Linked DNA regions of Mus musculus: region 2 is linked to region 1. Evidence: chromatin contacts called from public HiChIP or PLAC-seq data. All regions are on one chromosome and are shown on one strand. Each heading gives the region's core, a stretch centred on a gene start, on an enhancer-like site or on the middle of the called end of the contact. The rest is flanking DNA. Distances are from core to core; before and after follow the strand shown. Region 1 overlaps Tnni3k (TNNI3 interacting kinase). Region 2 holds the start of Fpgt (fucose-1-phosphate guanylyltransferase).

Region 1 (4,408 bases), core at 1,234-3,733:
AATATCATCTTTTTTTAAATTTTTCATATTCTTTGAAGCTTAAGAAATGAAGGTGGTTAATACTTCTATTCACACAGATAGAAGGAGAGATACCAAGTCTTTTAAGCTGGGTGTGACATGTGTCTCCAATGCTGAAGTACATCTCAGGCTCCCAGTCTCACACACCTGGAAGGGAACCAACTCCTTTCCCACAGACCTAGGTGTCCCACTAAGGAGACCAAGACTGTAGCTCTGCCTAGCATTAAGTCAGCTGTGGCATTGACCAATGGTGGCACTTGAATTACTTCTTTCTTAATTTTTGCTTTCTTGTATGAAATACAACAACTACTAGAACCACCCATGACAACAACCTGTCAACAATACAGAGTTAGATGAAGATTCTCTAAGAACAATAAATGTTCAAGTTGGCCATGATGCTGCCTTTCCAAGCCTCCCCAGGGAAACTAGCAGCATTTCAGTTCAAAGGGGTCTCTTACAAGGATTCCTTGGTGGAAAGAGAGGGAGAGAGAGAAAGACAGAGAGAGACAGAGAGAGGGAAGAATAAACAAACATAATATAACCTTGTTACATAAGCATAAATATGTTATTTAAACTTCATGTAATGAAGTTTTTGAGAAAAAAATAAAATATATAGTTATTAATTCAATTATTGGTTCAGTGAAGATTTTAGCAAATATTTCAGATTCAAGGCCCAGATTACCACCTTTATATTTTGGGGATCAAGATGTAGGCGGAGCTCTGCCTCATCCGGTATACCTTCTATGCAGTCACACAAGCAGCAACCAAGGGAGCATGGGGATAGGTATGAGATCATCTGACAGTGAGTGATGCTGAAGTGTAAATACAGCCATGAAAGGAGTTAGAGAGCCGAGCCCCAGAGCCAAGTAGGCAGGCAGGAAGAGTCACTGATAAAGCACCATTTAAATATAAAGCATGAAAGACACGAATACAGGACGTCCTGCTGGGAAGAAAAACAAGTGCAAACTCCCCAACGGTGGGGTGGACTTCACACTATGGGTGGAGTGAGCATTATGAATTCAGTTAGTGGTTTAATAAGAGTTTTTTTTAGTGACATTTTCCAATTCAAGGCCCTGATCATGGCCCTTACACGTCGGGGATGGAGATGTATGTGGAGCCCTGCCTCTTCAGGTGTGCGGGCTGTGCACTGGCACAAGCAATGAACAACTGAGTGTGAAGATCTATGATTCATGTGGATGAGAGGCATGGCGGGTCACACGCGAGGGGTGTGTTGGGCTGCACAGGTTGAATGCACCAGATGGATGAGGTAAGCCGGACACAGGTTGGGTGTGGCCGGATGGGAATCTGCAGGAGGAAGAGTAGGTCAGGGATCACCCGACAGGTTGCTTGGGGAAGAATGCTGAGGACATGGCTTTTCACTTATGCCAATGAGATGGGCTGTGATTACAGGCTTTCACGAGAAGCGCTGCTTCATCTGAGGTGCATGCTCACATGATTACCTTGTCTGCTGCTGTCTCGGTCATGCTTTTAGAAAGCTGCACTAAGAGAAGAACATTTGAGTAAAGTCAGCAGGACAAGATGTGGCTCTGACAGCAGAGAGATAGGTTGAGGATGAAATTTTTATTTTAATGATATAATTCGACTTGACAAAAGTGAACTCAAACCTATCCAGGAGACAATGATCAATCTACAAGAACAAATAAAACACTGCTCACCTTCAAAATACCTTGTAGCTAGAGGTATTCATATAGATTCACCCAGTTCTGAGAGAGACTAAAATGAATCTAGCAAAAGATGGAGAGCTATTTTATGGAATCACTTACATACCAAAAGGATGTGTTTTATTAGTTGGATCTGCAGAGTGTGAAGGTTTTCTCTTAGGCAGAGCATACGTGTCAGACAATTCTACTGTGAGAGAATATTCAGAACAAGGCCTTATGATCCATAAATGTGACCTCACTAGGCAACAGAGAGTATAGCCTGTGTGTATGTGGTTCAGGGCTTAGGTAGTTCACACAGGATCCTGGAGTCACCTCCCCTAGCATCCCTTTGATTTTGACTGCCTGCTTGTGACAGGCAGGGTTCCAGAATGACCCATGAGATCCTTGCCCATTATACATGTATGCATCACCCCTCTGCAGGGGGAATGCACAGAACATGTAGAGACAAGGAGCTGTTCTATCTCTGGTTTTCTTCTGTCTTATCCTAGAGGAAGGTTGTCCTGTGGGGACTATCCTCTCAGGAACAGCACAGAGGAATCAGTCAGAGACATGAGCCCATGCTGGCCAGGAGAAAACCGCACATCCAGTTTGTGAGCTGTCTACATTGGGCACCTTGATTTCAGTGTGATGAGACTCAGAAAAGAACCAATTAATCTGTGCTGGGCTCCTGGCCCATAGAAACAACAAGGTAAAACAGCGACTAAAACATACAGTTTGCTGGAGACTCCTAAATCTGGACTCATTTCTTATACAGTAATGGGCCTTTTATTGCAATGGTTCTGAATTCTGACCTCTTAATTCTGATTACTCAAACTATAGGAATTTGAATTCCTCTGGTGCATTTGGGATATCTAGCCTCAAAATAAATGTTATTACTAAAAAGAGAACAAGGGTTAAGACTTCCTTTGTGTCCTTGCCTTGTGGTTCTACATGGTTGGCTCCAGGATCTTTTTTAAAATTTCCCAGTGCTTGCAATGATTATCAGTGGGCAGGTTGATCATGGAGGCTGTAGATTAACTTTGAAGGAGAGTCTTTATAACTTCACAGTACACTAGACGCAAACACAGGAAAGGAAGAAGTCACGGGTGGTCTGTGGCTTAGGATCTTAGCAAGTAAACACTGTTGTTATTAACTGAACCGGAAAGGTTAGAGTTCATGTTGTGCTCCATTTTGGCCCTGGTTTGGGCCTTGAGGACAAATCCGAGCCTGGCTTGAGTTTTGAGACCTTTCTCAGTCACTTCCTTATCAGGGTGACTCAGCAAGACCTGTTTGGCCCTGCCTCTGCCCTGCCATTGCTGACATAGAGCTTTGCCATTGGCCCTGTCAGTCACCCCATATTCTCTGTCACCCTTCCCCAGCTCCTACATCATCTTACCCCACCAAAAATCTCCCTCCCTATGTTCCAAACATAGAGGCTGATGCCATAAAGTTGAGTTCCTGCTTTGACAAGACTCCTGGCTCGATGTGTTTCTTTTGAGCTGTGGACACTTGCCATCCTGCTCAGCCCCAGAGTGACCTGGGAGGGACATGGACCTCTCTCTTCTCTCCTGGTCCTATGGGCAAGGAGCTGGCAAGTTCACAGCTGGAGAGAAGTGAACCAGAGGTAGAGAGCTGGCACCTGTTTATAGACAAGAGGCTGAGAGGCTGAGTTTATAAACAAACTGACTCAAAATGAAATCATTCTGGGACAACTGAAAATGTAGAGGGAAGGAGGAAAACCAAAGAGTCAATGGCAGAGACAGGGAAAGGTTCAGAGTCAACCAAGAAGACATCTTAGGGACAAAGGAGTGTGCTTAATGCCATGAAAAGTAAGAGGAACACTGAAATATAACATTGAGGAGGTATTTGTTCTCCTCACAAGGAAGATGTTGGCAGAGAAAGTATGATTGGTGTGAAGGTGTGGGGGTGTTCAAAGACAGGATTAGACAACTTTTAGGGCATCTTGTGGGTAAAAGTGAGCAAGCCGATGATGAGCAGGGTAGATCCTTGAGCGTCCACATACTAGTTTTATTTTGTTGCTGATTTTTAAATGGGGAAAAACATTGTGCATCTGTAGACCCGTGGGATAAACACTGTCAGGTAAAGCACGAAGTGGGGAGAATTGCTGGCAGAAAACACACACACACACACACACACACACACGACAGAGCATACACGTGACAGCTAGCTGCAGGTAAAGGTAGGCAAGTCCATCTATCCTTGGGAACAAAAGGGATGAAGGCTATGTGTGGGGAGGAACAGGTGAGTAGAGCGATGTCATCCTGGGAACTGGAGAGCTAGAAGAGTTTGCAAGATGTGACAGAGCGTAGGCCAGACATAAGTAAGAGGCTTGCTCGGCAGTGCAAGAGGCCAGCTGCGCTGAATGTGATCTTAAGATGAGGCTGGCATCATTTTTGAGGAGAATTCAAAGACAAGAAAGAATAAGGAAATTGGGCTTTGTGGGTGAGAATGGTAACAGGAGTGACCAACTGTGGTGAAATATAAGACAAAGAAAGGGATGGGTAAAGCTGGTAAGATACAGGAAATGGAGAGTTAGATGATGCTGTGGTGCCTGAGGTCCTATGGAAAGTGTCTCAATGAGAAGGCTTTGTTTTTCCTGGTAAGACGACTTGGGAGAACCAGGAATTCAGGGTGTTAGAGCTAAAATTCTACAAGTGAGGCACACGAAGGAAGAGACTTCGCATAGACTGAGTAATGTCAGAGTAGGA
Region 2 (4,472 bases), core at 1,543-4,042, 260 kb before region 1:
GTGCCTTGTATTATTTTGGATACCAGTGTTTCACCAACTATGTTTTGCAATGCTTTCTCCAAGGCAGCCACATTACTGGTTATTTTCTTAATTCCCCTTTTTAATCCAATACACAAAATCATATTTTTACAAACATGGTTCATACAATCAACATCCATCCTTATTAACAGCATCAAGATTCCATCCCTCTAATTAAAAGTGACATGCTTCACTGCATCGTGTATAAATAATATATATAGAGAGATGTGTAGTTTTATACAGCCACATCACTGTACATGAAGCTCTTATCTGAAATTATTCATCATTCTGATTATTCCATCTCATTTACTTTAACTTTTAGACAATATACATATTCAAAGAGTTTTATCTCTCTTCTTTTGTTAAAGTTCATTGGGTCTATTGTATGCTGCCAATATCCTCATGAGTGGGGCCATCTACTAAAGCATGGTTGACCTACCAGAGAGGCCACAGCCTTAAAGAAAATTGATTCAGCCTTTCCAAGCAGCTATGAATGGTCCATAGCCCCTCAGGTAGAAACAGGACTTATATAAGCTTTAACGACTGACCTGGTAAAATGCACTTACTGGTATACTAGTGAGAAGAATTTCATGAGGGGTAACCAACAACTTTCTGATTTAAGAATTTAAGTCACCCTCCATAAATAGAGCCCATATCTAACACCGCTATTAGAATCACAAATGTGTGGCCAGACAGGTAGGTCATGAAGTTCTACTGGAGAACCTACTACTACTATTAATCTACCGAACAGACATAGCATATTAAACTAACTCCCAATTATCTATAGCTACACCCATAGTTTAGTGCATCTCTCAACCCTCATCAGAAAGGTTTCTTTCTTTCTTTCTTTCTTTCTTTCTTCTTTTTGCAATATATGGCAACTAACACAGAGACTAATAACTGGTCAATGTGTAGAGAGTACAACTAAGCAGTGCTCAATTTCTGAAAGGTACACACACACACACACACACACACACACACACACACACACACAGTGTAGGGATCACTGTCAAAGGGAGGGAGAAAGAGGGTAAGTGCCGGAGGAGGTGGACACTGTTTTCTGGACATAGCAGGCAGCTGCACTCATGAACTCACAGCAGCTGTAACAGCACCCAAGGCCTGCACTAGCTCAAGACAGCACATTTCAGCATGGAATGGAAAGGTGGGTGTGAAGTACTATATGAGAAATTTAAATTTGGTTAATTTGTTTTCCACTTATAAGAATGTTTGGTAGGTACTCAAATATGTAGGCCTTTTTGACCTGTATTATTCCCTTTGGACCTCAACCTCCTCCTGTAGTTGAAAATAAATTCCCTCTCCATTCTGACAACTCACAAAATTGTCTAGCCAGCCCTGTCTTGATCTCCAGAACCACATACATGATGCACAGACACACAACAATTTCTACTATATTTGCACTAGTTTATTCTACATATCCAATATTATTACAGGTCTTCTCTTATGACTTCACTATGCTTCCCCATACATACCTTTCCTCAGCTCATTTAAATGTCATGTCATCCACTTTCAGCATCTTTTAGTAATTTCTCTCACAATCCACACTTATTTATTGGACAGGTGTTGTTGGTTAAGTGTTTCTATAATCTAAGCAATTTCTCTCCATCTCCCATTATTATCTTTTAAATTTCCACCAAATCTTTCCTGTTTGTGTTACTTTAGTAGACTCCAAATAAAGCTCTGCTTATATTCTTGCCATACCCACCAACATACTTCAGTGTGTCTGTGCCCTTTAAACATAAGGCAGGTCACCAAAAACCTGGGATGACTCCAGTTCACTCAAGACTATAAATTACAAGCTCTGACTGCTATTGCTGTTATTATCTATCGGGCCTTTCTGTATTTTCTTAATTTCCTTCAGCCGGAGTGTATTGTGAAACAGTTATCTCCTCCCCACAAATGTGTCCACTTTAAATACAGAATTAAATGCTGAGGTCAAGGCTTTAAGTGAAAAACTAAGCTTACTCAGAAACTTAAAAGTTCATAGGGAGCTGCTATGCAGAATTCTGAGTTAGATTTTAAAGAAGAGAAGCTTCTCAAGTCAAATTGTAGTGGTAAGATTTCTGGGTTTCAGACTGAAATGGCTTCCTCAAATAGCGTTCCTCTCTATGTACTATGTGAAAGATTAAAGAGATCAACCTGTAGTACTCGATATAAACTTATGCACTCTACAAGAGAAACACATATAACCACTCTATGAAAGTGTATTAAGTAAGACTGGTTCTTTCCAATATCTGGCACCTTTGGTTGAATCTCCTTGAAGCAAGTGAACACAACAGAGTGTGCAGTGCTGGCTAAAGGCGCTAGTTCAGTACTGGGCCTGGGAAGTTGGACAACTGAAGGGTGCAGAGTAGTCTGGCCCACCAGAAAGCATCCCACAGAGCCGAGCCTCTCTCTGGTTCAGGGGCCTGGCCTCCCTGGGAGGCTTCTGACAGGAATAGGAGCTCCGTGCGGGCAGGTCACCTCAGCATCTGGGTGGTGGATCCACTAATGGTGGGTGGGTTGGTCTTCTCGGTCGCACCGCGGGTTGTCAGACACGGTAAGGCAGGAACCCAGAGCTCCGCACAACCCGACCCCGCTAGGTGCCCGCCCATCTGCCCCACAGATCGTTGCCCAGGAAACGCCGCTTGCGCACGCTCACGCCATCCTAGCTTTTCAAGTCTCAGGGCGCTTCCAGGGCCGCGGTGACGTGGAGAGCATGGAGGAGGCGGGGCGGGGCGGGGCGGGGCGGGGTTTGGAGTGCGCGTGCGTGCTAAGTGTGCTCCCGGAAGTCGGCCATGGCGTCTCTCCGCGAAGCCACCCTGCGGAAACTGCGCAGATTTTCTGAGCTGAGAGGTACCAAGGCGGAACTGAGTTCTCTGCCCCCCTGCACGGAGAGCGCCTTCCCAAGGACCCCGCGCAGCTTCCTGTCCGATACCCCTTCCTGTCCGCTCCGTCCTGGCCAGGCCAGCCAGACTTTTCCCTTTTTCCCTTTTCCTCCTCTCTGTGCGAGCCTAAACTTAGATGTCAGGAAGGAGCAGTAAGAGAATTACCAACGGGAAGTAACACTGGCTTAACTCAGTGGTAGAAGACCTTTTGCTTAGAGTCTGCAGTAGTCGTTACCTTGTTTCTTTTCTTTTCCCAAGCCCCGCTGCTTAACTCCACTTTATTCCAATGTAAACCCCAATACGGAGGCAATCATGGCTTTAAATTTGATAATGTAAGTTTGGGGTACAGCTGTCTGGTAAAATTGATATTTATGAGTGCCTAAAATGTACGGTCTTATATTTGGATACCAGAATGATTGGAACTATTAAATCCAAGCTAACATGTCTGTCTCTCTCCTCTCCTTCTCCCTCCCCTTCCCCCTCCTTTCCTACCTATTCCTCCTTCTTATCTCAGTCCCTCCCTCCCTCTTTATCTTTCCCCTCCCTCTCATTCTCTCTCAACTTGTTAAAAACCTTATTAATATTTTTGCTGATTAGAGGGTTCCACTGATTCTTGAAAGTGCAATTTGTCATTTAATGAGTTCATTGAGAAGTTTAGTCCTGGGGTTTGTGTTGTATTCTGATTGCTTATATAAAGTGTAGTTTGATCATCGTTAATAAAAATATTAGAAGCTAGGACTGGTGTCGCAAGTCTGTACTGTCATCTACTTGAGACGCTAAGGCAGTAGGAACGAGGTTCAAGACCTACCTGGATTGCACAGACAAATAGACGATGATAATTGATAGACAGATAGATAATAGGTAGATCGATCGGTCGTGTGGTAGATAGATAGAAAATAAATATGAGTTCAGAGCCAATCTGTCAAGTAGTGGAAGAGTCCATGATTCACTGAAGAATGAGTCACCAAAGAATGATGCCCCAGATTCCAACAGTATGTAAACACAAAGAGTATTTATTCTGCAGAAGTCCAGCCTTCTGGGTCTCCCATTGCCAAGATAGAGAGACCCTGAAGTGAACTCGCAGGACCAATTTCAAGCACATTAGAGGAGTTCTGGGTTAGGTAGGCTTTGCCTTCCTCTATCTCTAGTCAAGTGCATTAGTGAGAAGGGGGGAAGTATAGAATAGAACTTCAATCTGTAACTGAATGTGAACAATCACTTGCAATAGCTTACTACCTTTGAACTAGCCTGTCTCAACCCTGTCAAACGTAAGATACTAAATTAATTAAATAGATAAATGAAGGATTATGAACATAGCTCAGTGATAGAGCTGGCAAGCATAGGACTCTGTGGTTATTTCCCAGTACCACAAAAGAAAAGGAAAGAAAAAAATGATAAGCAACAATAACAAAAGACCACATTCCTAAACAAAAACCTGGAAGGAGTGGATCCTTGAGTTGAAATTTCTCAGCCAGCAACATTAAGGGCCCTGGTTCGCAAAACTTGCTTTTAGAGGGTAATGTTTGCTTGTTTGTTTTGTTGATTGGTTTGTTGGTTGGTTGGTTGGTT

What was found. HiChIP or PLAC-seq counts read pairs in DNA pulled down with a chosen protein or histone mark.
Region 2: a CTCF HiChIP or PLAC-seq map of the NIH/3T3 cell line shows a contact between it and region 1, with 8 read pairs. The contact joins the promoter of Fpgt here to the enhancer-like site in region 1. A contact is called at or near these places in 1 of 39 promoter capture datasets (hippocampal neurons), 1 of 15 datasets of contacts at CTCF or cohesin (the NIH/3T3 cell line), 5 of 484 Hi-C or Micro-C datasets (cerebral cortex, cortical neurons and ventral hippocampal neurons), 2 of 115 datasets of contacts at active chromatin or transcription factors (astrocytes and bone marrow-derived macrophages) and 1 of 9 other capture datasets (pancreatic islet).

Annotation. Positions count from the first base shown.
Region 1 is chr3:154,834,931-154,839,338 of GRCm38.p6, reverse strand. All of the region lies in intron 21 of Tnni3k (TNNI3 interacting kinase), which reads left to right. It also overlaps the pseudogene Gm18589. Among named protein-coding and RNA genes, the nearest start is that of Gm20389, 130 kb to the right of the region's middle. Within about 2 kb of position 2,483, at least 18 of the 459 cell types and tissues checked have an H3K27ac peak or open chromatin away from gene starts, as enhancers often do. A contact at or near this core is called in the NIH/3T3 cell line, where this site is marked.
Region 2 is chr3:155,091,698-155,096,169 of GRCm38.p6, reverse strand. Fpgt (fucose-1-phosphate guanylyltransferase) reads left to right here and starts at 2,792. Exons shown (of 4, transcript NM_029330.2): 1 at 2,792-2,871. The coding sequence starts at 2,814. It overlaps Lrriq3 (leucine-rich repeats and IQ motif containing 3), which reads right to left and starts at 2,736. Exons shown (of 8, transcript NM_028938.2): 1 at 2,500-2,736.